Regions from separate parts of the Mus musculus genome. Here regions 1, 2 and 3 are each linked to region 4. A link is a contact called in public HiChIP or PLAC-seq data. All regions are on one chromosome and are shown on one strand. The core of a region is the stretch at or near the end of the contact, and the rest is flanking DNA. Distances in the headings are between cores, read along the strand shown. Region 1 holds the start of Tsn (translin). Region 2 overlaps Gm28867 (predicted gene 28867). Region 3 has its middle 30 kb from the start of Gli2. Region 4 has its middle 63 kb from the start of Tfcp2l1.

Evidence for each region. HiChIP or PLAC-seq counts read pairs in DNA pulled down with a chosen protein or histone mark.
Region 1: an H3K27ac HiChIP or PLAC-seq map of extraembryonic endoderm stem cells shows a contact between it and region 4, with 2.3 times the contacts expected there. The contact joins the promoter of Tsn here to the enhancer-like site in region 4. A contact is called at or near these places in 6 of 39 promoter capture datasets (the C10 cell line, cranial neural crest, embryonic stem cells and 3 more) and 1 of 115 datasets of contacts at active chromatin or transcription factors (extraembryonic endoderm stem cells).
Region 2: a contact with region 4 is called in an H3K27ac HiChIP or PLAC-seq map of embryonic stem cells, with 2.2 times the contacts expected there. The contact joins two enhancer-like sites. A contact is called at or near these places in 3 of 39 promoter capture datasets (the 3T3-L1 cell line, embryonic stem cells and stem cell-derived epiblast-like cells) and 1 of 115 datasets of contacts at active chromatin or transcription factors (embryonic stem cells).
Region 3: a contact with region 4 is called in an H3K27ac HiChIP or PLAC-seq map of embryonic stem cells, with 5 read pairs. The contact joins two enhancer-like sites. A contact is called at or near these places in 3 of 39 promoter capture datasets (the 3T3-L1 cell line, liver and stem cell-derived epiblast-like cells), 2 of 115 datasets of contacts at active chromatin or transcription factors (both in embryonic stem cells) and 1 of 9 other capture datasets (embryonic stem cells).

What each region holds. Positions count from the first base shown.
Region 1 is chr1:118,308,042-118,315,803 of GRCm38.p6, forward strand. Tsn (translin) reads right to left here and starts at 3,305. Exons shown (of 6, transcript NM_011650.4): 1 at 2,960-3,305; 2 at 1,732-1,825; 3 at 704-800. The coding sequence starts at 3,025.
Region 2 is chr1:118,362,776-118,370,217 of GRCm38.p6, forward strand. It overlaps Gm28867 (predicted gene 28867), which reads left to right. Exons shown (of 3, transcript NR_166200.1): 3 at 1-675. Among named protein-coding and RNA genes, the nearest start is that of Gm28867, 7.2 kb to the left of the region's middle. Within about 2 kb of position 6,141, at least 79 of the 459 cell types and tissues checked have an H3K27ac peak or open chromatin away from gene starts, as enhancers often do. A contact at or near this core is called in embryonic stem cells, where this site is marked.
Region 3 is chr1:119,080,295-119,087,109 of GRCm38.p6, forward strand. No RefSeq gene overlaps it. Among named protein-coding and RNA genes, the nearest start is that of Gli2, 30 kb to the left of the region's middle. Within about 2 kb of position 3,552, at least 18 of the 459 cell types and tissues checked have an H3K27ac peak or open chromatin away from gene starts, as enhancers often do. A contact at or near this core is called in embryonic stem cells, where this site is marked.
Region 4 is chr1:118,687,147-118,694,471 of GRCm38.p6, forward strand. No RefSeq gene overlaps it. Among named protein-coding and RNA genes, the nearest start is that of Tfcp2l1, 63 kb to the left of the region's middle. Within about 2 kb of position 2,970, at least 17 of the 459 cell types and tissues checked have an H3K27ac peak or open chromatin away from gene starts, as enhancers often do. A contact at or near this core is called in embryonic stem cells and extraembryonic endoderm stem cells, where this site is marked.

The sequences.
Region 1 (7,762 bases), core at 2,055-4,554, 380 kb before region 4:
AAGGCCAGCCTGGTCTACAGAGTGAGTTCCAGGAAAGCCAGGGCTACACAGAGAAACCCTGTCTCAAAAAACCAAAAAAAAAAAAAAAAAAAGAATACTGAACATTCAACAATGTATAACAACTTTACTCACTATAAAGAAAGCATAACGGATGTTTCATACAAAAAATGACACAGACCTACTGAGCATGTCTTCTTAATAGAAAGTGACTTATTAGAGTTTGATAAAATTGGATAAAAATCTTGAAAATCATAGCAAAGATCGTACTGTCCTAAAACCCAGTGCCCCAATAGACACCCTGAAATAGGGTCAAAATATACATATGCATATCTCTTCTTGCAAACTAGCAAGAAGAGAGGTCATGAATTTGAAAAAGAATGGAGGGGGGATATGAAAGCTTGGAAGAACGAAGGGAAGAGAGAAATGTTGAAATCAAATTACAATCTCAAAAAATAGCAATTTTTTTAAAAAGCAATGGTTACCTTACAAATTGTCTTTAGTTTAAAAAAAAAAAAAAAAGGAAATATTAAAACACTAGTTTTCCTGACACCATTATCAATGCGATTCTTTGTTGTTATTTCTACAAAGACTTCTGCCTATTCGTAAGCAGAAGTCACTAATTCATAATTATTCAATACCTCTATTTCTCCTTTCTTTAAACAAAAATATAATGCTCTAAATGAGCACTGTTTTTCTTACAAACCTGTAATACTGCTCAGCGGGGAACTTGGTCTTCAGGGACGTGAGATGTGTTTTTACTGTACTGAAATGTTCTCTCGCTTTCAAGCACCTCTTTGGAACTGATCATAAAAGATAACAAAATTTAATAATGAAAAACTTACCAAATTGCCAATGTAGTTCTTGCTAAATCATCTATGGAGTCTATGTGGGCATTAATCACCTTGAAATCTGAGGCCATTAGTCCTCAGCTACTTTTCCTGTAAGTCCTCACACACCAAAAATCAAGACTATTTCTACCTCCCATGGTCAAAAAAAAAAAAGAACTTTACTGACTATTCTCAGATTGATAAATTTTACATCATTGCATAAATGACTTGCCTTGGTAACCTGTAAGCTGTGTATCAGAAAATAACTTCAGCTCTCAGCTATGCTGGCTGCATTGTACAAAGGGATTCATGTCTAACTTGACATATTAGAATCTCAACAAAGGGCTGACTATAAACATGAATTTTAAAACATTTTATACCTGGCACTTTATTATCTACAAATGTATATTAAAAGGCATTCAAAAAAAGAAAGTAAAAATAGAAAAAAAATTTAAAGAAAAAAAGGCATTCAATCATTAGAATCATTCATTAAAATACACACAAAGACTCACATGTGCCAACTGTAATGAAACTCACTGAAGTCTGAGGTTCAGGTGAGAGGAACACAACTCAACACAGCCTGGGCAACAAAGCAAGACTCCCGTTCTCTCTCTCACACACACACACCAATAGACTAACATAGCAAAACAACATTCCTATTTAAACCACACTATACACACATGGAAAAGCAACCAAAATATCAAGAATATCGTAAATCCTCAAAATGACCAAACCCCTATTCTCCAATTTTCACTCACAATAATAAATAAATAAAAGCATAATAAACACTCCTCACAATAAATGACAAAAGTGTACTCAGTATGTCCTTTTAATGGACTTAAGAGTGATATGTTGGACAAAAAAATTTAAAAATTTTTTCAAACATCAAAGCAAAAAAACTTACTGTCCTGAAATCCAGTACCCTGGTGGACCCCTTGAAGTAGGGTCAAAATCTCTCGAGCAGTTTGTTCTAAACTCTGTACAACTTTTCGTATTTCCTAGAGAGAATTAAAAACAAAAGCCAGATAAGGTCAGTGTAATCTTCAGCAGAGTCGCCTACAAACATGCTACCACACCCTCACATTCAGTCACAGCTCTCAGACTTTCACAAGAAGGGATTCTTCAGGTGTGAATCCAAACTCTTCCAGTAATTTCTTCTTGTCACAACTCAAGGAGCTGCTAAAAAAGCCTCAAATTCTACAAGTAGCCGTGAAAGAAAAATAGCCACCTGCTCAAGAACCCAACTGAGACACTATATAAATGAATAACTGACAATGTAAATGTTCTCTATAGAACAAAAACTTAAATACAAAGTGGTGACTGATTTTCATTCATTCATTTTGCACACATTCTCTGAGCACATTTAGTTATGGGCATTATGCAAACATCAGAGACGCAAGCAACTCCTTCTAGCAATAGGACGGATAAATGGGTTTTTTTTTCTCAATTTCTCACGATTTTAGGAGCTAACAGAAAAGCAGTCAAAATAAGGACTATAAATTTTGCACGTGTTAATTTCAGCACTGAAAACGCTGAAGGCTACAGGTTCGAGTTCGAGGTCACCCAAGGCTACTACACATCAAGATCCTGTCTCACGCGCAAAAGGAAAACAGCCAGAGAGCAGAAAATAAACTAATTCCAGCAAAAGCAGATAATACAACCAAGGGTCCTCAGACAGAGCAATATCTGGAGCATTAGACGAATAAAAAGTTAACTTAAACACACACACAGTAACGAGTGTAAATAAAAGGAGAGCGGGGAAAGAGACCTTGTGAGCCACCGGAGAATCTAGATTTTTTTTAAATTTTTTATGCGGGATGAGAAGCTACAGAAGAGCTTTTTGCTTAAAGAAAGACCGCAAGTGCTATTTAAAAAAAAAAAAATACCAGCAGCCAATATAGAAAAGATGTGCTGGTTAGCCACGGGCGTTAACCGAGCCTGGGACTGGAATACTGAACTAGGAAAGGTGATATTCTAAGAGGTACATGACGCTGAGAAGTCGAATCCGGAACCAAGAGGCGGCCTAACCTAAACCCATCGGGCCTGAAAACGAGAGACCGAGCAGGACCAGGCCAACTGGACCAGCCTGGCTAGGAAAAGAAAAAAAGGAGATGGGGAGGAAGGGGGCTCGCCTCTCGGATGTCCTGCTCGGCAGCCAAAAAGCCCTGCAGCTCCACGAAGATCTCGCTCACAGACATGGCGCTGGCTGCCCTACAATCAGTCAGCACCGGAGCACCGCCGAAGAAGTACGACCCACAAACAAGTAGCGGACTCGCTCGCAACGCCCGTCGCCGTCGCCACTGCCGCGTCCACTAGCCCTTGCGCCAAGGCTGGCGCCGGGGTCTTCCCACACCCGCGGCGCACCGGAGCCCGGGCTGCCCGCCGCAATGCCTGAAGCGCCGCGCGCACAGTCCCGTGCCGCGCTCTTGCCCAGAATCCCGACGGCAGGGCCGAGCCTCGCCTGCCGCCCGCACGTAGGCATCTCCGGAAACAGCCCTACGTAGGGGCTTCAGTGGCCCGTGGCCGTAGGCCGGCTGATAGGCAGCTCCAATTAAGGAGGTGGGGATTCGCAGATAGGCATCTAGGAAAACAGCCGGTTGGGGGGGCGGGGGGGGGGTCCTTAGGGACACTTGGCTCGTAGAAGGCGGGGCCAGCGAGTGGCGCGGTTTGCTTATCCATGTTATCTGTGTACTTCAAGCAAGGGAGGGAAGTTATACTTCTGTCTGCTCAACAAAGAGCATGCATAAACTGAATGGGGAAGAATGGCGAGAGAATGTAATCCGATAAATGAAAAATAATAAAAGACTATAATCTAAATAAATATTAATGAATAAAAATATTATCTTCGGGTCTGGAGAGATGGCTCAGCGGTTAAGAGCATCGACTGCTCTTCCAGAGGTCCTGAGTTCAATTCCCAGCAACCACATGTTGGCTCTCAACCATCCATAATGGGAACTAATGCCGTCTTCTGGTGTGTCTGAAATGCAATGTACTCATATGCATAAAATAAATAAATCTACCAAAAAAAAAAAAAAGAAAAGAAAAGAAAAGCGTGTTACTGTAACCTTCAACCAGGGACTACACTTCAGCTATGAACGTGCTTCAGGGCTTTGAAGTCCTTGTACATGATCTGCCTCACAGCTATCCTATCCTCCCAATGAGTATCATGAAGATCTCTCTGGTCTTGAGCAGTCTTGAAGAGGCCAGAGTTCACCTTGTAGCTCCTGCCAGCTGCTTCTCCACCTGATCACCGAGTGCACTTTCTGAATGAGCTTGGATGGAGTACTTCCTGTTATTTCTTTGAAAGAGTATCGTCTGTGGTGGCGTGAGGGCTCTTAACCATCGAAAGGGAGAGATTGACAAACTTTAGCAGTTAAAGGTTTGTCACCAAGACTGACAGTCTGATGGAAGGAAAGAACCAACTCCCACAAGTTGTCCTCTTCAAACACACACACTACACTCACACACACACCAAGTAAATAAATGTGTAATCTTTGATGGACAGTCTCATACTCTCCCCCAGCCCAGAAAATCTATTTTAACTACAAAAGAACCATTCTTTGAAGGAGCAGGAACTAGCCAAGACACCCACTTGTACAGGAACTGTTTTTGATCATGTTCTGGACCCAGTTTCCTCATAACTTAGTAAGAAATATTCTTTGGGGGGGGGGGTCGAGAAAGGGTTTCTCTGTGTAGCCCTGGCTGTACTGGAACTCACTCTGTAGACCAGGCTGGCCTCGAACTCAGAAATCTGCCTGCCTCAGCTCGAACTCAGAAATCTGCCTGCCTCAGCCTCCCAAGTGCTGGGATTAAAGGCATGTGCCACCACTGCCAGGCTTGTGGGCTTTTTTTTTTTTTTTGAAAGAATATTGTAAGTGCCCTTTACCTTTCACTGGAATTTAGAATTTAGATACCTTGCTAAGCATGGGAGAAGGGATTCTTTTGATCTTAAAGCTTTTCTATTCCAACAGCCAATCCCTTCTTTTGTGTTCTTCTGTTTTGTTTTGGTAAAGAATATGTTAGATCTCAAAGAAACACATCTCAGAACCTTTGGCTCCTCCCAACACTTCTCACCAGCCCCCTACCCCAAACCTCTCCCAGGGCCTGGGCTTCAGCTTCTCTTCCCCTACTTTCTCCTCCCTATAAAAAAAAAAAAAAATGTGGCTACACACTCTCTTCATCTCCCAGTCCTTGCACCTCCTCTTCTGTTCCTCTCTCACTCTCCCACCTCTCTCTCCTCTTGTTGTCAGCTTCATATCTACAATAAACCCTTCTCAACCATACCTTGGAGTGGCCACTTCCTTGTTTTTTATTAATTAGGGTCTTAACTAGGCTAGTGTTTAACTCATTACGAAGCTAAGGACAGCCATGAACCTCCCGATCTTCCTGCCTCCACTTCCCCAATGCTGGGATGACAAGCATGGACCACCAGGGTCTGCTTTAAGTCATCATTTGACCAAATTTCCATGGCTGCCATTTTCTTCAAGTACCTTTTGAGAAAGTTTCCAAAAACCCAAGTTCAGGATGTGGTAGACACAAGGACAGTGGCTCCAGCAGCAACATTTGGGAAGAGTGGCTTGTGGGTGTTAGGAGCATCGTACTATCCACTCTCAAATGGACTCTCAAAAATTCTCCTCTGATTGACAAATAAAATGTAAAAATGACAAGTTTATTTCAAAATTAACTCTATTCTTAACTTTTCAATTACGCCTATTTACTCACTGTCTGTGTGTTTGGTTTGTATGGGCATATGTGAAGATCAGAGGACAATAGAAGTCAGTTTCGGGCTGGTGAGATGGCTCAGTGGGTAAGAGCACCCGACTGCTCTTCCGAAGGTCCGGAGTTCAAATCCCAGCAACCACATGGTGGCTAACAACCATCTGTAACAAGATCTGACGCCCTCTTCTGGGGTGTCTGAAGACAGCTACAGTGTACTTACATATAATAAATAAATAAATCTTTAAAAAAAAAATAGAAGTCAGTTTCCTGTTTCTACCATGGGAAACCTGGAGTTCACGCTCGGGTCATCAGGTTGGGAGGCAAATGTCTTTAAACACTAAAATACTACCATTGCACTGTCTGGAACCAAAGGAAAGAAAACAACTGACTTAGAAAATAAATTCCCAAATCTGCTATGGTGACACACGTCTTTAGTCCCAGCACTCGGGAGGCCAAAGCAGGCAGATCTCTGAGTTTCTGAGGCCATCATTATCTGCAAAATGAGTCTTTGACAGTCAGGGCTCTTACACAGAAAAACCTGTCTCAAAAAAACAAAATAATAATAATAACAATAATAATAATAGAAAATGAACTTCCAAGTAGACCAGATTTATAAAAACATAATCTCTACCATTGCAATTGGTCCGAGCTTGTTAAAGCAATTATGGAAACACTTAGGTGCAGCAATAGAACTGAATGGTGAAAAATTCAAAGATACCTTAGATTAAAACACCACAAAGTGCCATACTTTTGGATCCACAGGACAGCCTTGCTAACGAGCAAATAATAACTGCTCTCACTACACAGAAATTAAACCTCACAGAGCAAAGCATGAGGGCTACATCTGCTTGTAAGCTCAGCAATTGGGAAGCAAGAAGATCATGAGTTCAAGGGCAGCCCAGGATAGCACACAAGGCCATGTGTTCAAAGTTGAACAGAACCATTGCTGTCTGGGAGCAGCCTACATCAGCCATACACCAGTTTGACCATGAACCCCTGCTGTAACTTGGGTCTGGAATTTTCCCTGAAGGACTGTGTATTGAAGTCATTCTCCTGAGCTCATGGAGCTAGTGGAGGCAATGGAAACTATGAGATGGGACATAATAGGATACCTTAAGGCCCTGTCATTGGAGGTGTATTCCTAGTGGGTATTGTGGAACTCTGGTTCCTTCCTTGTTCCCTATTCACTCCCCTCCCTTCCTTTCTCCCTTCTTTATGGTTCTTTCAGGGCTCACATAGGGCAAGATGACTCCAGACTTGCCATGTAGGTAGGGATGATCCTGAATTTCTGATCATCCTGTCTTCCCCTTCCAAGCATCAGGATTGCAAGCCTGGGCCACAAGGTTCTGTCCCTCAGTACCTTGTCAAGATTAGATCCCTCAATCTTCCTGCTGCTGCTGCCAAAGAGGATCCAGTAACGCAAGGCCTCAGGACACAGAGACCTCAATAGAGAGCAGATTCACTACTTCAAAATCAAATTTTATTTTTTATTTAAATGTTATCCCAGCACTCAGGAGTCAAAAGCAAATCTCTGAGTTCAAGGCTAGCCTAGTTATAGAGTGACTTTTAGGACAGTAAGGACTACACAGAGAAACACTATATAGAAAAATGAAACAACAAAATGTCTTGAGACAAAGAAGGTCTTGATCTGTAACCTTGGCTGGTCTGGGATTTGCTAAGTAGACCAAGCTGGTGTGAGTTGTATTGCTTGATCCTGAGATCTGCTTCCCAAATTCTGGGATAGACACATGTGACATCACATCTGAGACCTAATTTTTTTTGAACTTTTATATTCTCTCTCTCACACTATCTTAGTTAGGGTTTCTATTGCTGTGAAATGACACTATGATCAAGGCAACTCTTATAAAGGAAAACATTTCATTGTGGCTGGCTTACTGTTTCAGGGGTTTAGTCCATTATTGTTATGCCCAGTTTGCAAGACCCTCCAGAGACCACCAGGGACCACAACTCAAGTGTAATCACATGACAGTCTTTATTTGAGTTCAGACTCAGGCCAAATCCTCCCTGAGCAACAAGATAGGAAAGCTATGCGCCGATCTGGGCTTAGGATTTATATAGGGAAGATTTGCAAGCTGGGGCTTCTGAGCATTGGCATTACATAATTGGGTAAATGGGTAAAGGAATTTTTTTTTTGTTTTTTCTATTCACATGTGATTTTTTTATTGGATATTTTATTTACATTTCAAATGTTAAAC
Region 2 (7,442 bases), core at 4,891-7,390, 320 kb before region 4:
AACTCTGCTGGAGCCCTGTTTCCCACCAGAGCTTCCAGACACTTTTTGGAACTCAGTGGGGAATTATCAGTTGGTGGAAAGTGACTTGTCCATCTGTCTATTTGTCTGTCTATTTATCTAACATCTATCATCCACCAGTCTGTCTATCATCTACATCTATCTATCCATCTACACATCTGTCTATTTTTCTAAGAATTATTTATTTTATGTATATGAGTATACTCTAGCTGTACAGATGTTTGTAGCCTTCATGTGGTTGTTGGGAATTGAATTTTAGGACCTCTTCTCACTCTGGTCAACCCTGCTCTCTCTGGTCGGCCCTGCTCGCTCCGGTCAACTCAGCTTGCTCCAACCCAAAGATTTGTTTATTATTATACATCAGTACACTGTAGCTGTCTTCAGGCACACCAGGAGAGGGCATCAGATCTCATTAAAGGCGGTTGTGAGCCATCATGTAGTTGCTGGGATTTGAACTCAGGACCTTGGGAAGAGCAGTCAGTGCCCTTACCCACTGAGCCATCTCACCAGCCCACATCTGTCTATTTAATTAAATATTTTATTTTTTTCATTTGTGGGTAAGGGTGAGGGTGAGTGTAGGTGAATGCCTTTACCTGCTGACTCATATCATAGGCTCTAGTTAGGGTAATTTTTTTTTAAAGATTGATTTCTTATTTATATTTCCCTCTGTGTGTGTGTGTGTCTGTATTAGTGTATCATCAGATATCAAAAGTCAGTGTTGGATCCCCTGAAGCTGGTGTAAGGGTAAATGATTCGCTGAAGACACAAATAGCATGTAAATGTAAAGAGTATTTTAATCTGCACAAGTCCAGCATGCTGGGGTCTCCCATTACCAAAACAGAGAGATAACCAAGTGAGCTTGCAGGCCTGATTTAACACATTAGGGGGTTCCAGGGTAGGTGACCTTTATCTTGCTCCGTTTCTAGGGGTATCCCATTACCAAGTTGTGGGGGGCTGGAAACTTGCTGAGGAAGTAACTGAGGAAGTCTGGAAACTGCTGCTGACCCATTGTCCTTGCCTCAGGCCAGGTGGTGGTCAGCTTCTAAGGCTTGGACTTGCCTGGAATTGCCCAGTTTTTGGAAAGAGAGATTTAGGCTTAGTCTCCTTAACTGCCAATTTGAAGCCCGTCATGGAATAAGCCTAGCCTTTTCATTCCCTGCTTTCAGTAATGGGCCATCTAAATCTTTGGGATGTTTCTGAGGCCCCTACACTAGCAACTCTAGCCAGCCCTATGTCAAGGAGAGAACCTATACCACAGTTGAAATGTCCTCCCTTTTAACCCAATTGCAGGTTCAAGCAATGGCAGATAGGAGGAGGAGCAGACTCATAAACCTGGCAGATGGCAGGCCAGAGTTGCTTCCAGACCTTATGGAGGGCTTCCAAGGATTTTAAAAACTTATTTTGGTCATATTCAGCTAAGATATCAGACTGGAGGTTAGGCAGCATGACAGGGGGCCTTCCATATAGGATCTCAAACAGGGTGGGGCCTAAAGTATAGGGGGTGTTCTTAGCCCTATATAAGGCATAAAGTAGGAGAGATGCCTGCTCGCCACAAGTTTCAGAGGTTAATTTGGTCAAAGCTTCCTTCAGGTTCTAATTTATCCTCTCTATTTGCCCTGAACTCTGGGGTCTGTATGTATAATGCAATTTCCAACTGGTCCCCAGAACCTGTGCTAGAGACTGAGTTACCCGAGCAATGAATGCTGGTTCATTGTCAGAACCAAGCAGGGTAGACAATCCATACCTGGGTATGATGTCTCCCAGAAGGTTCCTTGCCACTACATTGGCAGTCTCCTTTTTTGTAGGTAGGCGTCTACCCATCCTGAAAAGGTATCTATAAAAACTAGCAAATACATATATCCATATGTCCCTAGTTTTATTTCTGTATAATTTATTTCCCAATTAGCCCCTGGCTGTTGACCCCAGATTCTGGTTCCTGGAGAGTTTCCTTGATTGGGGCCTGAGGAGTCCATGGCCTGGCAGGTGGCACAGTCCGAGATTACCTGCTCAACCAAGTGTCCTAAGTCAGATATTTTGTACCTTGTCCCTCACAGCAGTTTCTTCAGTTTTTGGTGACCTGGGCTTGAAGCTTGATGAATCTGATGGATGAGTGGCTTAGCAAACTCCTCAGGTAGGATGGTGCAGCCTTCAGAGGTCAGCAACCATCTTTTCTATAAACTCCTTGGCATTTTGCCTGATCTCATTTATCTTCAGCAGTATATATTCAGGGATGTCTGGGAGAACAGTGAGGAGCAAAGCTATCAGGGTGCTGTCAGTGGAAGCCTGGGTGGCCTCCCTTTCAGCCTTATCAGCTAGCCTGCTCCCTCGGGCTATTTCTGTTGTCCCTTCCTGATGCCCAGGGCAATGAATCATGGCCACTTTGAGAGGAAGTCATATGCCTCCAATAAAGCAAGTATTCCTTCCTTATTTGTGATGTTTTTTCCTCCAGCAGTCAATAATCCCATCTGCTGCCAGTGTTAACGTTAGCTATGGTTCCTTTTGACAGATTTAAAGCCTGGGTTAGAATCTTTAGTTTAGTTTTCTGGGCCGAGGTTTCCAGCAGTTGCGCAAATAACAGAGTCCAGGTCATTACCACCACCCCTGCATACCCGATTCTATTCTGGATGAAGCTGCTCCCATCTGTGAAGTAGATACATACTACATTTGTCCTGTATATGTCAGTCAAGTCTAGCCTGAACTACAGAGCAATCATGTTGCCCATCTGAGGATGAGTCAGGTAACGGGGAGGTTGGGTTTAGGGCAGATGATGGGTTATCTCTTAAGCAAGGGGGATTCAAAAATAGAGCCTGAAGGTCCACCAGACTGGCATCGGATAACCACTGGCTGGGTGGATACTTGAGGGTCCGTCAATAGAATGGGTGTGTTGATAACAAGTTCCTGCCCCATGGTTATTTTGTCAGCATCCTTTGCTAGCAGGGCAGTGGCAGCTATGATCCAGAGGCAGGGTGGCCATCCTTAGGCCACTAGGTCCAGCTTCTTAGATATGTAAGCCACAAGTTTTTTTTCACCCCATGGTCCCAAAGTTTGGGTAAGTACCCCCTTTGCTATCCCCTTTCTCTGATCCACATACAGATGGAAAGGTTTGTGAGTGTCTGGGAGGGCCAAGGCCAGAACCTCCAATAAGGCTCTTCCTAGAGTCTTAAAAGCCATGTCCTGCCGGGCGTGGTGGCGCACGCCTTTAATCCCAGCACTCGGGAGGCAGAGGCAGGCGGATTTCTGAGTTCCAGGCCAGCCTGGTCTACAAAGTGAGTTCCAGGACAGCCAGGGCTATAAAGAGAAACCCTGTCTCGAAAAACCAAAAAAAAAAAAAAAAAAAAAAGCCATGTCCTTTCTTCATGTGTGTTCCAGAAATGGAACTTAAGCCATCAGTCCTAGAGGCAAGCACATTTACTGGCTTAGCCATCTGTTTCACTGATCTCCGTGCCTTGTTGAGTTGATGTAATGCTGGGGCTGGAACCCAGATTTTTTTTTTAAGATTTATTTATTTATTATATGTAAGTACACTGTAGCTGTCTTCGGACACACCAGAAGAGGGCCATCAGATCTCATTATAGATGGTTGTGAGCCATCATGTGGTTGCTGGGATTTGAACTCACGACCTTCAGAAGAGCAGTCGGCGCTATTAACCACTGAGCCATCTCTCCAGCCCAGAACGCAGATCTTTATGAGTATGAGGCAAGTACTCTGTCAACTGAGTCACATCCCCAGCTCTCTATTGTATGTGAATGACTGTGAGCCCCTGGTTCTGGGAACCTTGGTGAACTGTTTACCCAACAACCTAGTTGGCAAACTGGTCGTGGCTAGAAGGGAGTGTGTTATATAAACAAATGGGAATGACTGGTTGTTCAGGCTCCACAGAGGTCTGTGGCTTGCTTTTCCTGTCTGCCTACCAGGATCAGCTAGACTCAAACCCTTTCTAAGACCCTGGATAAAGCAGTACAACCTCATGTACTCATTGGTGCACCCGTCCATTCCACTTGTTTTCATAGAGCACCGAATACATGCGGGTACTATTGTAGACATTTTCGTGTTAGTGACCAACACCATAGTCAAAACTCTGGCTTTGTGAGATTACATCCTATACTGGAGATAGATGCCAAACGTAAATGAGGAATTGTGTTGTGAGTTGAATAGGGCAAGGACGAATGGTGGGGAAAGCAGTATGGTTAGGCAAGGCTTTTGTGAGCTGGGCAGAGACCTATAAGAAGGGACAGGGAAGGCCTTGGTACCAGTCAATAGAAGGGCATACCAAAGCAGATACATACAGTACCAGTCAGTTTTGAATTTTAGATGTATATTAACAATTGGCAGGATTAGCCAAGTGATATAGTGCAAGCATGAGGACTTTAATCTGTTCCTCAGAACCCATTCAAGATAACTCTAGAACCCTAGCATTCATATCTTCAAAAATAATGTGGATGGGACTGGCTGGATTACTCATAGGATAAAGGTCTTTGCTGCCAAGCCTGGAGCCTGAGGAACTGAATTCCATCAGATGTGTAAGGAAAGTGCCATCTCTCACAGGTTGTCCTCTGATCCCCACTTGCACATAAATACTCCTTAGTGTATGTCTCAAATATCACCTAAGATGCTGTGATGGCTATTCCTGGTTGTCAAGTTGACTACATCTGGAATGACTACAATCCAGAAAGGGAGGGCACACCTGTGATCCAGATCTTGAGGCTAGAAGACACAGGGTTTTGATTTGGATCTTGAGGAATAGTGGCCATGAAAAGGTTAGGTCCAGGCAAGGTAGTACATGGCTTTAATCCCAGGAGACAGAGGCAAGCAGATCTCTGACTTCAAGGCCAGCCTGGGACAGATTAAGTTCCAAGTCCAGGCATAGTAGTATGCATCTTTAATCTGGGCCATACCTTCTGCTGGAGCCCTACATAAGGATGATGAAAGAAGGAAGGTTCACTCTTCTTTGCCTGCTTGCACTTACTTGCCAGCACATCTGTTGGAACCTACCTCTTCAGGATTCTAGATTATACAGAATACCAGATGAAACACCTAGCCTCGTGGGACTGAGCAACTACTAGACTCTTGGACTTTCCATTCACAGCTACCCGTTATTGGGTTAGATAGATTGCAGACTGTAAGTCATTTCAATAAAGTGTTTAATATAGAGAGACATTCCATAAATTACGTTAATCTAGAGAACCCTGACTAATAGAGGTGCTTATGCTAAAAGTTCTCCAAAATTCAAATTTTATATTGAATATTTTCTTTTTTTAGGTTTTTAAATTATTTATTTATTTATTTATTGTATGAGTGCTCTGTCTGCATGTACAACTAGAGACCAGAAGAGGGCATGAGATCCCACCATGTGGTTGCTGGGAATTGAACTCAGGACCTCTGAAAGAGCAGGCAGTGCTCTTAACTGCTGAGTCATCTCTCCAGCCCACTATTGAATGAGAATATCTGACTCCTGTAATTTGAGAAGCATCAAACACAAATTTAAGGTAACTAATAAGGAAGCTGAATATGGTGGTCCCTGCCTGTGACTCCAGTACTTGGGATGACAAAGAAGGCAGGTCGCACAGGTTCTGAGTCTAGCTTGGGTTATACAGTGAGTTCTCTGAGATACTGTCTCAAAAATTAAACAACAAGAAGGGCTAGAGATGAACCTCAGTGCTCGCCTAGCATGCATGGAGTTCTGAGACCCATCCCTAACACTGTGAGAAAGTCCAGCTGCTGGGGTAGAGCTGGAATCCCAGCACTCAAGAGATAGAGGCAGGAGATCAAAAGCTCAACATCCTCCACTATATAGCAAGTTGAGGACAGCATGGGCTATGGACCCTGTCAGGGGCAGGAGGGAGGGAAGAGACAGACAGACAGACAGACAGACAGACGGAGAGAGACAGACAGACAGACAGAGACAGACAGACAGACAGACAGAGAGAGAGAGACATGGGAGTAGCTTTTGTTGTTTTATTATTTATTTACTTGAGAGTGTATCTCATATACCCCAGGCCTCCAGCTCACTAGCTAGCTGAGGCTGATCTTGACCTCCTGATTCTCCTGGGACTACCTCACTGTGCAGTGAACTGCAGGCGTAGGCTACAGCACTGACTTTAAGATGCATTCTTTCAGGAAATAATCCACATACAAAAGCCAACCCAAAACAACAACCACAAGCCTACACCCTCTGAGGTAATCATGACTAAACCTGACTTGCCCCTCCTCTTTTGCAAGCAGGCACCTCTGTGCTGCTTTCCCAGGACAGTCCCAACAGTGACAAATTGGGTGTCTTAAATCCACAGGCCCCTGTTCTCTCACAGTGCTAGATACAGGATGGAGATGAAGGTGTCACCAGGGCCCCACCCTCGCTGAAGATTTTAGGGCAAGAACTTCAGTGTTTCCTCCTGGCTTCTGTCAGCATAATGCCAGTCTGAGACTGGACTGCTGCATCATGTTGTCTGGGTCCAAATCAAACTATGTGAGTCATTGGATGACAGCATGCAGGAGTCCAGGATGACTTCAGTTCAACTGATACAAAGTCCCATTCCTAAATAAGGTCACATCCCCAGATCCTGGGCGTTAGGACTTTGATGTGTTTTTCTTGGGAACACAAATCTATCTGCCTGCCTCACTCAGTGCCAAACCATCTTTGTTTTGGGAACTTAATGATTTCTTTGTCTGGTGGGGGAAGGTTTGGGGAGGTGCTTCAGTGGGGGAAGGGCATGTGCTGTGCAAGCAGAAGGACCTAAGTTTGAATCCCCAGCACTCAAGTACCAGATGTGGCCATTCCAGCCTGTGACATCAGCATGGGGAGCAGGGGAGGTATATGGCTGGGGCTTGTTGGCCAGCTAGTATAGGCGGAAGAAAATGGAGCTCCATGTTTAGTGAGCAAGCCCTTTTCAAGAAATAAGTGGATTTAGGTGTGGTGGTACACACTGTTAATCTCTCCACTGGGGTGTTGGGATGGGGGCAAGGCAAGTGGATTTCTATAATTCAAGACAGGGGCTTGGTCTATGTAGAGAGCTCCAGGACAGCCACCAGGCTATGTAGTAAGACTGTCTCAAACCTCCTTGTGAAAAGAGAGAGAGAGAGAGAATATAAGTGGAAAATGATAGATGATACTTGATGTCCTATTCTTGCCTCCAAGTGTACACACACACACACACACACACACACTATAAAAAGTGTCCCCCCAGATAAAAACACAAGATACTTCCAGCACTTCAGAAATCTACATCATACCCCCTCCCAGTCATTACTGTAGTGTTTGAGAGTCCCCCACTGGCACCTTGACTTCTGTCATCAATTCTAATTCATGGGTTCCCATCTCCCAGCTACAGAAACTAGACAGAACTCACAGAGCAGCTACTAGCTGCTGTCCTCAAGACTGTGTGTGTCTTCTCACTGAGGAGATGCGGATCCAGATAGACATTGGAAGA
Region 3 (6,815 bases), core at 2,302-4,801, 390 kb after region 4:
AGCCATGGGCTTTTGCACACTTGCCTTCCACACAGCATACTGCCTTTGGGATCAACTCTATGACTGGGCAGGCCAGGGGCTCAAAGCAAGTGACCAGAGATAAGGAAGAAACTGAGCAGACTTCTCACACTGTCCTGGCTTTGGAAGTCACCCGTTGTTACTTTGATACTCTTTTGGCGGACAAACTAGCTGTGAGTCCATCCAGATTTGAGTTTGAGAGCAACGGATGGAACCTCTCAGGGTTTAGAACCGCAGAGAAGAACAAACACCCGCCCAAAGACAAGTCAATGTCCATGCTCACTCTTTATCAATAGTTCAGACCCTCCGAAATATTGTTTATTTTTAAAGTTGTGGTAACTACAACACATACGATGTATTATTATCTTCCCTGCTGTGTGTGTGTGTGTTTGTGTGCATATGGCCTGTGTATGTGTATGGCTGAGTCAGAGGTCAACTTTGTGTGTCATTCTCAAGATGTATCCACCTTGTTTTTTCCTGTTTTCAAATAGTTATCTTATTTGTGTGTGTGTGTGCATATGCTTGTGTGTACTAATGCACATGTGAATGTAGGAGCCTGTGAATGCCAGAGCCTCAAGATCTTCTGCAGTTAGAATTACAGGTGTTTGTAAGTTGACCAAATTCAGGCCCGCTTTGAAAGCCTCATGTTCCTGTCAGTGCCAAGCCATCTCTCCTGTTTTTTGAGACAGGCTCTCGCATTTTAGTCTGAAACTCTCTGACTGACGAGGCCACTTGTTCCAGAAGTCCTCAGGATCTGTCTGCTTCGGCCTCACCAGGGCTAAAATTACAAAACTTTTTACACACGAGTCCCGGAATTTAAAGTCGGGTTCTCAAACATGTTACCCACTGAGCCCCCTCCCTGTTGTCCTGTCTTACTCCCTCGTAAGTGTGTCATTCTATGGTGACACAGCCATGTGGTTAAAAACTAGAGTCTCCATCCACCCATGAAATCGTCATCACATCAAAGTGAGACTGTATTGGCTCCTGTCCGTTGGCAGAACTGACGAGAGGGTTCACCTGGGAAGACAGCGACTGCTAAACCTGACAGCCTGAGTTCTAGCCTTAGGATGAACATGCTACAAAGAGAGCAGTGACTCTATTTCTTGGAAGTTGTCTTCTAACTTCCATATGTGATCTGGCTTTGTTATCCAGGCTGGCTTTGAACTCCCCTCTGCTCCCAGCTTCCACACGGCTATGCCTGGCTTCTTTTCATTTTCCTTTTGTTTTTGTTTTTTTAATTTATTATTTTTAAATTTAACTTATTCATTCAACGTATGAGTGCTCTGATGCATGTACCCCCACATGCCAGAACCACATGCAGGAAAAGAGGGCATCAGATCCCTTTTATAGATGTCTGTGAGCCACCATGTGGGTCCTGGGATTTGAACTCAGGACCTCTGGTAGAACAGTCAGTGCTTATAGCTGTTGAGCCATCTCACCAGCCCCTTTTCTTTTGTTTTATGTATCTTCTAGATGTATGTTCCTGTGTCACAGAGGTCGGAAGAGGTCTTTAGATCCCCTGGGACTGGAGTTACAGACAATTGTGAGCCACCACGTGGGGCCTGGGAACTGAACCCAGGTTTACAGCAAGAACAAGTGTTCTTACCCACTGAGCCATCTCTCCAGTCCTTAAATTGTAAATTAAATTAATTACTATTGTGGCACGGGGACTGCAGGGTACAATATTCGTGTGGAGGTCAGAGGACAACCTAGTGGTGTTGGTTCTCCGCTTCCACCTTAACGTGGGCTACTGGAATCCACCTCAGGTCTCTAGACCTCTGCCCATCTCTGGTTCTGCCCCTCCCTTCCCTTTCCTTCCTCTCTCTTCCCTGCCCCCCTCCTTTTCTTTCCTAGACAAAGTATCAGAGGGCTCAGGCTGGCCTCAAACTCACATGTAACCAAGGGTAACTGTTGGTTCCTTCTCCCACCTCTGCCTCCAGAATGCCAGGGCCACAGATAGAAGCCAACTTAAGCTGAGCGCTTTCTCAGTGGCGGATTGGGCCAGCCCTTTCTGGTTTTATTCTTATTTTAAAAGTAATCATCCCAGTGTCCACGAGAAAGATTCCTACTGTCACCACCCAGCATCCCAGTAGTAAACAAAAGAACAAGGGTCAAAGAAACCAAGTTTCAAGGTGAGGCCTGCCAATTACAAACTCTGTGAAGAGGGCAGGTGGTGCTGGGGACTCCTCCTGGCAGCTACTGGCTGAGGCGTTGGCTGTTGTACAAGAAAGAGCACGCACAGTGGAGCTCACATTGCACTTCCCAGAAGCAGGAGGCAGTGAGAGGATGGGAAGAAGAAGGGTCTGGTAGACGGAAGGAAAGCCTTTCCTTATATCGCAAATTCTGGTTACGCAGTACCAGTGATATCTCCAGCTGGCCTTCATCTCTCCTGTCTGTCTGCCACCTGTGGTCTCTTGCTCTTTTCCTTATGCTACCACTAAAGAAGTCCCACACACGGTCAGGAAAAGCTGGTATTCTGACTCAGTGCTGCCACCCAGTGGCCCAGTGGAGGGCAGCACTTAGCCTCTGTGGAACCTGGGCTTTCTCCATCATCACAATACAACAACAACAACAACAACAACAACAACAACAACAACAACAAACCGGCTTTGTGGTGATGCTTGCCGTTGATCTCGGAACTCTGGATGCAGAAGCAGGCAGATCTCTGTGAATTCCAGCCCAGCCTGGGCTACATTGTGAGATCCTATCTCAAAATAAGTAACAATTGGACTGGAACTAGATATTCTGGATGCTACAAATGGAATAAACATAGTGTCTGCTTTTAAAACATATTATTATTATTATTATTATTATTATTATTATTATTATTATTAATTGTGTGTGTGAGAGAGACAGATAGACAGAGACAGACAGACAGAGACAGAGACTGAGACAGAGCGTACCATGGTGCATATGTGGAGGTCAGAGGACAGCTTTATGGAGTTGGTTTTCTTCTCTTACCTTTAGCTCTGGGGAAGGATTTCAGGTCCTGAAAGCTCTTTTGCTTGCTGAGCCACCTTCTTTCCACCTTGTCTTCCCTCCTCCCCCCACCCCCCTTTCATGAATGAGGACATAGAGTGGCTTCTATAGCCTGCTAGACCTGGAAATCTTGTCTCCACCCTTGCGGGGCCACCCACCTCAGAAGCTTCCATCAGGGTTTCCTGTGGCCCAGGCTGGCCTAGAAATCACTGTGTAGCAGAGGATGACCGTGAACCGCCCATCCTGCCTCTACCTCCCCAGAGCTAGTGTAACAGGTGTGTGCTACTGTGTCTGGTGGGACTGAACCCAGGGCTTCCTGCATACCAGGCAAGCTTTCTACCCTCTGAACTGTTTCCCCGCCCACCTAATGCGCTGCTTGGAGTACTGTGGATACCGCACGGATACCTCCTAGTTGCTTCTACAGAAAGGAGTCAGAATGCTTCATGGAACTCACCCCATGCAATTGCTTTGTTCTCTCTGTGTTTAGGGTCCAGACTCACTTGGAGGGATGGCGCCCGAGGACCACTGTGGAAGACGCTATTCTTGGTTTTCTTCTGCCCTCTGGTGGTGTAATTTGAAAAGACACTAGTGAAGGCCGACTGAAGTGGGTGTCCTCAAAGGGCTGGGGCAGGATTTCCAGGGTCCACAGGTATCAGAAGCCTCTCTATGGTCCCACCCTTCACCAGCCTCTTAGCTATTTCCGGAGCTCTCAGCAGGACCTTTTGTTTTTCAGGTCTTCTACAACTCTTCCAGAGGAACAGACCAGCCAGGGGCTGTGGGCACAGGAAGCTTTGGGCCTGTCCTTTCCCAGTGCGTCTTGTGTGGTCAGAGCCCAGGAGGACCTCAGCAGAGGAAAGACAGGTGGGCAAGAAAGCAATGAGGAGCCTCCCTTGGGGGGTGTCTGCTTCCTGTACACTTTGTTGCATTTATGTGTGTGTGCATATGTGTGTGCTTTCACGTATGAGTGTATATGAGTGCATGAGTGTGTGTGTGTGTGTGTGTGTGTGTGAGTGAGCGTGTGTGCATATGTGTGTGTGTGTGATTCTCAGTGTACTGCTGTATTGTTTTCTAGGTCCTTCAATGAATATGATATAGCTACACATAGACACTGCTTGCGGGCAATCTTGCACACGCGTATTGAGTGTGGAGCTGTTGGCGAGGTGTAGAAAGAGTGTCATTGCACTCTGTAAGTGGTCAGTAGCTCTCATTCCACTAAGAATAAGAACTATGCAATCCCAGTGTGACAGCCAGAACTAAGGAAGCGAGCAAGCTTTATTAATACATAACCCCCCTCATGCTCGAGAATATTTACCATTCCAACCGTGTTCAGATTTTCAGGTTACTTAGCAAGTATCCCCCACCTCCACTTCCTGAAACAGAGTCTCCAGGGTAGCCATGGGTAACCTTTGGATTTGTGGTCCTCTTGCCTCTGCGCCCCGAATGTTGGGATTACAGTACGGGAATACCTTAGGCCAACCCGAGTTAGGAAAGGGAGGCAGAGTCTCCAGTTCTGAGATGCTGCAGGAAGGAGTACAGTGAGTTCACACTTGGGAATGAATTGCTCGCATATGATACAGGCGAAGAAGTTTGACAGATTAAGGTCCCTATTAAGGCCCACCAGTGGCGGTGGGCATGCAGCATCCGTAGGGAACAGCGTGTAGGTGTCTCACTGATGGGACTCTGTTGTGGCAAGGCCCATGGGGACCCCTCCCATGTGGCAAGGACCTGTGGTGAATTTGGAGGCCTCTATGCTTAGTACCTAGATTGCGTGTGTTTCGAGCTCTCCTTGCTCGCCCTATGCTGTCTACACTCAGTGATACTTAGTTCCACTTTGCTGATCATGGGCAAGGCTGGGACCTCACAGGCTGAAAGCCCTGGGGATGATTCTGTGTCTGTTGCAATACTCTTTTGAGGGATAAAACCTTCCTCTCCTCTCCTCTCCTCCCCTCCCCTCCCCTCCCCTCCCCTCCCCTCCCCTCCCCTCCCCTCCCCTCCCCTCTCCTCTCTCTACCTCTATTGATCCTCCAGATGTGACCACCAATCTTGGGTAGTTTGGGACACGTCCCTAGAGAAACAGCTACAGTCACAGAGTAAGCCTGCTTGTAGTACTTGTGGGGAACTACATAACTGCTTGCTTAACTGTTCCGAGGAAGGTATGTCTGATCAACAGAGACTTTAAAAATGGGTGAGCTGCGTCTGATCAATAGACAATTTAAAAAATGCCTCTTGGCAAGATGGAATCAGAAACTGACACCTGCATATCAGGAAAGGTTTGATACAACGAGCATGTCTCTGCCTGCAATTTAAAAAGCCCCAGAGGACAAAAGACTGCCTTTGGAAAAAGAGGAGGCAGGGGTGGCCTATAGGCAAATAGCAGTTTATAAAGGTAAAGGGTGGGAAACCCCAAGTTAGGATGAGGTGTTTAATTTAATTGGGCATGTTAATTAGGTGAGCCAAAGGGGGCTTCTGATTGCTGGACTTCAGTACTTTAATAGCTGGACCTTGGTAGTCAGCCTCAGGAGGGGAAAGTGGCCAAATGAGGGAATAGACCTTGGTGGCTAGCTTTAGGAATGCAACCTAATGGGTTTTTAGCAAGGCAAGGGGGACAAGAGAGGCTGGCAAGGCCTGCCAGAGCAGCACTAGCCGCTCTTACCACATACTCGCCACGCCCTAGCCACGCCCAGCCACGCCCACGACACAAGCTCACCCTTCTACCATTTGCATTTCACTCTTTCTGCTTCTTGCTTTCAGTTCAGGCTATGACCACTCAGCGGCTGCTCCTTCTGCCATGTCTGCCTCTTGTTGCCACGCTCTGGGCAACGGTTGAACTCTGAATCTCTGAGCTGAAATAAACCGTCTCTTCCTAAAGTTGCCTTTGGTCATGATGTTTTCTCACAGTAACAGAAAAGTAAGTAATCTGGACACTCACCCAGGCTCCAGATGAGAGCACAGGCGACCGGCTCGGTGGTTTGCATCCTGTAAGACCCCGAGTAGAGGACCTGTGTGCCTGCATGGGCACCCTGCATGTGCCTGGTGCCTTGGAGGCTGAAAGAGGGCATCAGAGCCCCTGGAACTGGAGTTAAAGATGGTTGTGTGTCATCACATGGGTGCTGGGAACAGAACCCTGGTCCTCTCTGCAAGAGCAGCAAGTGCTCTTAACCACGGAGCCCTCTCTCTAGGCCTTTAATTGCTCTTTAAGTACACACAACAATGCCTTTTGGGAATTTCATAGTGGCTGGGCCCTGTTTCCACAGTCAGCTTTAGTCTCATGAACTTCTGATCCTCCTGTGTCTCAGCATTTACTACTATGCCTGGCAGTTTTGCTACGTTCCTTTAAATCTGTCTGTCTGTCTGTCATCTATCTATCTATCTATCTATCTATCTATCTATCTATCTATCTATCTATTGTTGGGGGAGGGGCGTGTGTGCATGCTGGGCTTGCCTGTGGAGCTCAGAGACTAGCTTTCTGCAGCCAGTTCTCTTTCGTGGTTGGTTCTTGGCCCTGATCTCAGCTCATCAGTCTTGTGGGACAGACTTCAGTTTTGTTTTGCTTTTTTAAATTTCACCTGTGTGAGTGTTTTGCTGATGTGTATTTATATGCATGCCCTGGCACTGGAATCACAGATGTAGTGTGCTGCGATATGGGTGCAGGAAATGGAACCTGGGTCCTCTGTTACAGCTGCCACTGGGAATTACTGCTGAGCATCTCTCCAGTCTCCAAAACAAGCGTCTTTACCTACTGAGTCATCTCTCCAGTCTGAGCCTTAGACTCCTAACTACCCCAAGAGAAGCTCAAGGTTCACTCCTGATAGCATCCT
Region 4 (7,325 bases), core at 1,720-4,219:
AGTACCAGGCACTACAATGGCGACAGGAATAGAGAGAGGCTGACTGTCTTCTACTTCTTGCAGGATCTTTCCAAGGCCCTTACTTGTGTGACTAACTCAAGCATATGCTGTCAACTTTAAGAAAAAAAGTGCATTGTTTGTGGAAAGAGAGTGAGCCTGCACCTTCCAAAGCCCCAAGGGCCATGTTTGTATACAAAACAGACAGGCAGTGTGGGGCCGCCATGGCTGGGCACACAGAGGCCCACTGTCAGGCAGGGCTGAAGGTCGAAGCTCCTGCATGACACAGCTGTGGCACTGGCCTGCAGGCCTCCAGGGGCATGCCGTAGGAAGCAGGGAATTGTGTAGACTCACCCTCCCCACCCCCGTTAGGAGAGAGCAGCTCAGGGGTACTCTGGAAGGCAGAGTGCTGTGTGCTCCGAGGCCCCCAGAAAAACCTCAGGACTGTGTGAGGACTCGGAGCTAGTCTAATCTCTGTGGTTCCTGCTGCTGCTGGGGAAACTGAGGCCCACTGAAAGGAAGCAAAGAAGTCAGGTGCCCACACCATAAGCTGTGTAGGCTGAGCCATCTTCTTTTTGTAACTCAGCCTAACCTTGAACACTATTTATCTTGAACTTGCAATCCCGACTCCACCCCGAGGGCATACTATGCTCAGTTTTGGCACTGGGGGTAAGGGGTGTGCTTGCTTAAATCGTTTTCTCTACACCATACACAACGCATCATTGAGTGCTCCATTGTTCTGGCTGCCAGTGGGGTGTCCAACAAACCATCACCGTGTGGCAGAATAGAGATGTGAAGACGCTCATCAAGATTACCCTGAATCCAGTTAAAAAAACACCCAGAAGCCCTTCTCAGCTGAGCTGGGCTTCATACACCAGTAAGTGGGAGGAAAGCCCGCCATACTCAAATACGGACCAGGTGCGTGCTATGTAAATCAGCTATAAAAAGGTCCCGAGTCTCCTGCACACAGCTTTTCTTCAGCTACCCTTATTGGCTGTTTGTTTGATGTGTGAGGATGTGCACACACGTGCTACATGTGTGGAAGTCAGAGGGAAATTCATGGCAGCAGTTCTTGCCTTTTGGTTCTGGGAATCAAACTCAGGACTTCAAGTTTGGCCAAAAGTGGCTTTATCTGCGGAGCTGTGCTGCTGGCTTCTGGACCAGCCCTTTCGAGTGTCCGCCTTTCCCAGGGCTCACTAGCCTGCTTTCCTTTCCTTTCCTTTTTTTTTTCTTTTTTCTTTTTTTCTTTTTTTTAAGATTTATTTATTATTGTAAATAAGTACACTGTAGCTGTCTTCAGATGCACCAGAAGAGGGTGTCAGATCTCGTTACGGGTGGTTGTGAGCCACCATGTGGTTGCTGGGATTTGAACTCGGGACCTTCTGAAGAGCAGTCAGTGCTCTTACCCACTGAGCCATCTTACCAGCTCCTTCCCTTTTCTAAATTATTATTATTTTTAAATTTTTATGTGAACTGGTGTTTGGCCACACGTATGCCTGTATGAGGGTGTAGGATTAGCTAGGACTGGAATTACAGTCAGTTGTGAGCTGCCCTGTGGGTACTAGAAATTAAACCTGGGTCCTCTGGGATTGCAGCCTGTGCTCTTAACCACTGAGCCATCTCTCCACCCACCCCAACCTCCCCCAACCCCATCCCCGGCTTTTCCTTCCTTCCTAAACTGTCTCTGTTCTACTTGTATGTCTAACCATGTGTCCCTGGTCAAATTCTTTGTTCAGGGACACAAGAGCCTGGAAACTCAACGTTCAGATCCGAGTTAATGCAGCACGGAGGGAAGACAGGTAAGGGCCACCGGACTCCAGCCGCCAATCACAAAAGAGTCTCCGGGTTACCCACAGTGCTTCAAAGGAGAGATTCTCGGGCCTCTTTCTTCAAGTTCAACATTCCACAATGTTGCCTCACAAAACTAAGAGCAGCATTTGGTCAGTGTTTGTTCATTCTATTCAAAACATTTTTACTTTATTATAGTGTGTGTGTGTGTGTGTGTGTGTGTGTGCTAAGGATAGAATTTGGGACCTTGGGTGTTAGGCATACTCAACTTTATTAGGGGTCTTTATAGAGGCATTGCCACATTGTCACAGTCTCCAGCTCTCCTGAATGATGGGGGTGGGGACTGAAAGCTTCTGGTTCAAGACTGTGGCATCCTTGTGGCATCCTTGTGACCAACATATGGGCCATCTGGGATGCCTCTGGGATGCCTCCAACAATCATCTTACTGTAATAGAAGATGCTCCTATCACACAAGGAATAGCATGGATTTATTTTATTATTTAAAAAATGTATTTATTGCTGGGCATGGTGATACACACCTTTAAATCCCAGTACTTGGGAGGCAGAGGCAGGCTGATCTTTGAGCTGGAGGCTAGCCTGCTCTACATAGAGAATTCTAAGCCTCAAGTCTGCAGGGTCTACATAGTCAGATTCTGTCTTTAAAAAAAAACTTACTTTAAATTATTATTATTAGTAGTAATAGTAATCTTACTATTATTATTGTTGTGTATGAGAGATATGGGTGTGTGAGGCCAGAGGAAGTTGTCATGGTTGTCCTCTGTCACTCTCTACACACAGCAGAAGGCCCACAAAGTGGATACCAAGGAGTCATGGTGACACCAGGTATATGGACAAGGTCCTACTATCCCAAAGTCACAAGGCTGGCTTTCTCTGAAAGGGAGAGGCCATGGTGCCTGGTGGGAACACAACAAAGGTGTCTATTTCTGGACTGTGGCTTTGTGTGAAGTCACCGAGCTGTGCTGTTTTGTACTTTTGTGAATTCCATTGCACAATGGGAAGCTGACAGGAGAGGAGGGGACTGCGATAAACTAAAAGTGCCATTCAGCTGAAGGACCTGCCCTTGGGGTGTGTCCAGCTGGAGAGCAGTTCCCGAGAGCTAGGGTAGTTCTGGCTTCCCTTGCATCAGCTTCCTGGTACAGGCATGAACGGGATGCTAGGTACTCTCCCTCCGGGCCTCACCCACCTCTGCCATACTTCCAGGCCAAGGGGGTGTAGTTCCTCTACTGTCCTTATTTAAGGGGACTAAGAATTCTAGCAGCTGGGGCCTCACCTGGGTGTGGAAAGAGATGGCCTTTTAAGGTCTTACCACATTCCATTCATTTTTCTCCCCCCACACTCTCTCTCTCCCTCCCTCTCTCCCTTTCCCCCTCCCCCCTCTGTCTGTCTGTCTGTCTGTCTGTCTGTCTCTGTGTGTGTGTGTGTGTGCGCGTGCATATGGCTTCCTCACTTGAGGCCACCTGTGCTTCTCTGTTTTTAGACATACCCAAGTTTGATGTCCCCCTCTCTGGCTTTCCAGGTTCAGTAGAACCCTTACTTGGCTCACTCCTGACCTCCTGACCTGGCAGGCCCAGACACCATTCTTTGCTTTCATGACCCCATAAGGAATCCCTGGATTACATATTTCCACCCCCCATTGGTTACCTGATCCCAGGGTCTCTTGTATCTGCTTAGAGTCTGGACTTTAGGGAAGGTCTGTCTGTTTGTCATCTTCAGTAAAAATAACCCTAGGAGAGCTGGAGAGGTGGCTCAGTGGTTAAGAGCACTGACTGCTCTTCCAAAGGTCCTGAGTTCAATTCCCAGCAACTATATGGTGACTCACAACCATCTGCAATGTGATCTGACGCCCTCTTCTGGTGTGTCTGAAGACAGCTACAGTGTATTCATATACATAAAATAAATAACTCTTTTTAAAAAAAATAACCCTAGGAAGCCATGTGTGACTCAAGCCTGTAGTCATAGCAACGAGGCAGGAGGATTATGAGTTTCCAGATCAACCTAGGCCACACAGTATATGCCTGTATGTTCACGTGTGTGCACATATGTGTGTGCAGGTATGCGTGCCAATATATACACTGGGACTATACCTGGGTGCTGCCTGGCATGGGTGCTTGGGATTTGAGTCCAGGTTCTCAGCCTTGAGCAGCAAGTACTTTCTCTCTGAGTGAATCCCCCAGCCCACAGCATGAATGAATGGCTTCCAGGAAGATCAAAGAAGGCCTCTCTATAGCTTCATGTAGCAGTCTCGCACCATCTCTTATGCCCTCTCGGTCTTCTGAATCTGTTTCATAATGCCACAGAGGGCTGTGTCTGTCACTAGCCCATGGATTAGGATGCCATCCAGTGGGATGTAAGCCTTTCTTTCTTACCCTCTGTGTTGCAGCCGCCTAGAGCATAGCCAGACAAGAAGATGTTCGATCAAGACAAGAGGGAGCAAGCTAGGGAGATGGCTCAGTAAGAGCGCTTATTGTGGAAACACAAGGACCTGTGTTTAAATCCCTAGGACACACATGTAAAGGCCTAGTTGCGACTGTGAGCACATGCCTGTAACTCTAGTGCTAGAGGAGGGGGAGGGCAGAGACATGAGGGTTGCTGGCTTTTTGCTTCCTGCCTGGCTCTAGGTTTGGGAAGAGATGCTGTTGCCAAGGAGCCAGCTGGACATCAACAGAGTAGGTCACCTGAAGTCCTCCTCCCACCTCTGTATATGTGCCCACTTGGGTGCACCAACGTTCATTTGTGTTCATGCACACCCCTATTCCCAACATACACAGTGACCAGATGGGGCTTCTCCTCGTGTCTCACACATTTGTACTTTCCACTTACCTGTGTTACACCTGCTGTGACTATTGATGGCTGGCACTGATCCCTCACCTCTGTCCCTGCCCTGGCTGCCTGGTTCTTCCCTCAGAACCTCAGAGGAACACTGGGCTCTCCCAGAGCCTGGCCCCAACTCACAGGAGCTGATTGCCTCCAGTCAGGTGAAAGAAAAGGCACATCGTCAAGGCTCAAGAAAGTGGGCCTTAGGTGCTACACTCTAAGGGGCTTCCTGGGCCTGTGACTCAATGTCATTTCCTTCCCTCTTTTCCCTGTCACCTGTGGGTGTCAGGGACCAGCATCATCTCACTTGGTGGAGTCCAAAGTGTAAAGTTCCTATACTATGAGGCCCAGATCTGATTTAGACCTTACCCATCCTACAGGACCTAGGGCATGAAGTGAGGGGTCTTATTGGGAATGTGGGAGGAGGTGCCTGGAAAAAAAACCTCACATCCCCACAGACCAGATTTGAAGGTTTGGGTGTTTTCTGGACATCATGTTTGAGATGAATATTTGTGTTTACTTATGATCTCTCTCTCTCTCTCTCTCTCTCTCTCTCTCTCTCTCTCTCTGTGTGTGTGTGTGTGTGTGTGTGTGTGTGTGTGTGGCCACAAACTAGAAAAAGACTTTGGATCCTTTGGAACTGGAAGCATAGGCAGGTGTGAGCCACCTAACACGGGTGCTGGAAGAGTAAAAAATACTCACCAGTTGAGCCATCTCTCCAGCCCCATGTTCTTATATTCATGCATGCCCACCTCCGTGTGTACGTGTAGGTACAATGATCTGTGATCTGTGCATGCAAGTGTGAAGGCCAGAGGTCAGCACTGGGTTTCTTTCTCAATTGCTCCTCATCTTATACTTTGAGACAAGGCCTCTCACTGAACCTGGAGCTCACTATTTGGGCAAGAGTGTCTGATCGGTGAGCTCACAGGTCTACCTATATCCATATCCCTCTTCCCCTTAGCACTGGGGTTACATGGGTGCTGGAGATTGGAGTTCAGGTCCTAGGAGGTATGGCAAGTACTTTACCCACTGAAGCATCTCTCCAGTGTCCTGTTTATTTCAGAGTCTCATGTAGCCCAGGTTTACCCTCAGTTCATGACATCAAAAAGGATGACCTTGAACTCTAACCCTCTTGCTTCTACCTCTGTAGTGTGACTACAGGCATGCACCACCATGCCCCTTTATGCAGTGCTGGGGACTGAACCCAGGATTTTGTGTATGTCAGGAAAGCACCCTACCAACTGATCCACATCTCCAGCTAAGGATTTTTAAACATGACCTTAGCACCAGGACCCACACCGGGCAGTTATTGGGGCATGAGGAATTGATTTGAGTTGTTTTGAGACTCTAAGGATATTGACAGGAGAAGTGGACTGGTGGAGTACAGGTGGATAAGTGCGGCTATGGGATGGCCAGCAGGGGTGGGAAGGAGACTTGGGAGCTGGTAGCACTCCTCACAGAGATCTGACATGAAGCCTGAGGGTGAACATCTGACATGAAGCCTGAGGGTGAACCTATCTAGAATGGAGTAGGTAGCCCAGGACTCACAAGCGGGATCAGGAGTGTCCTTCAGCCCTGGGTCCAGGATCCTACCCACAACCCTGGTCAGCCAAGGACCCTGGATCCACAAGCAGAGAATTGAGTGGCCATGTTCAGTGAGAACAGAATGTCTTCAAGCAGGGAACAAGGAGTGGAGGGCAGGAAGGAACAGAAAAATCAAGTCAGGGAAAACAACTGGCAGGAGCCAGGTCTGCTTTGTAACCACCTGGGGAGTCACCCTTTCTCTCAGGGCCTTCATCTTCTGTGTCACAAGCCGCATAATTCTATCCCTTCCTATCCCCAATAATAGTGGTGCCCCTGGGCCTGGGTTACTCAGAACTAGACTTAAACCCTCTTGGGCTGATGTGTGAGCTTGGAGAAAGATGCTTTGAGTCCATTGTGGGCCTCATGATGTGGTGGGAGCTCCGGGCAGATGACAGGTGGCTTGCTCAAAGCAGCCTTGGGCAGGCCTGTATCTGTCACTTGTTAGTCCCAAAGTGTCCTGGTGGATAAAATGTCTATTCTTCTGTCTACCACAGATCCCTCATATGCAAATGCAAGTGTGTGTCTGTGTGTGTCTGTGTGTGTGTGTGTGTCTGTGTGTGTGTGTGTGTGTGTGTGTGTGTGTGTGTGTGTGTGTGTGACTGTCTTTGCACTTGTCTGAGGAGGGCACAGGATACTCCTGCCATTATTCCCCAGGTGCCATCTACTCTACTTTTCTGTTTCTGTTTTGTTTTGTTTTTAAGATTACTAGTTTGAATCTCACTTGGCTTACCAGCAAACTGTCTCTGCCTCCCCAATATGAGGATTAAGTGTACACCACCATGCAAATTTTTCTTCTTTTAATGTGGGTTCTCAGGATTGAGCCGAAGTCCATATGCTTGCAAGGCAAGCACGTTATTCACTGAGCCATACCTTCTGACCAGGACATTCTTGCCAGGCTTCACAGCACACAGAAGGGACCCATGCCTTTTCTATATCAACATTTGCCAAGGTTTCAGTGATAAAGCATATGCCTCACACATGACAGACCCTTGGGAAGCATTGTGTCTCCTTCAAGGCCTTTAGGCCAGAAGTTTGCCCCACAGAACCTGCTCAGAGGCAAGAAATCTCATGATGAGCCCTCATGTTGTAGTTGGTAGGCAGGGCAAAGTGACCTTAACTGT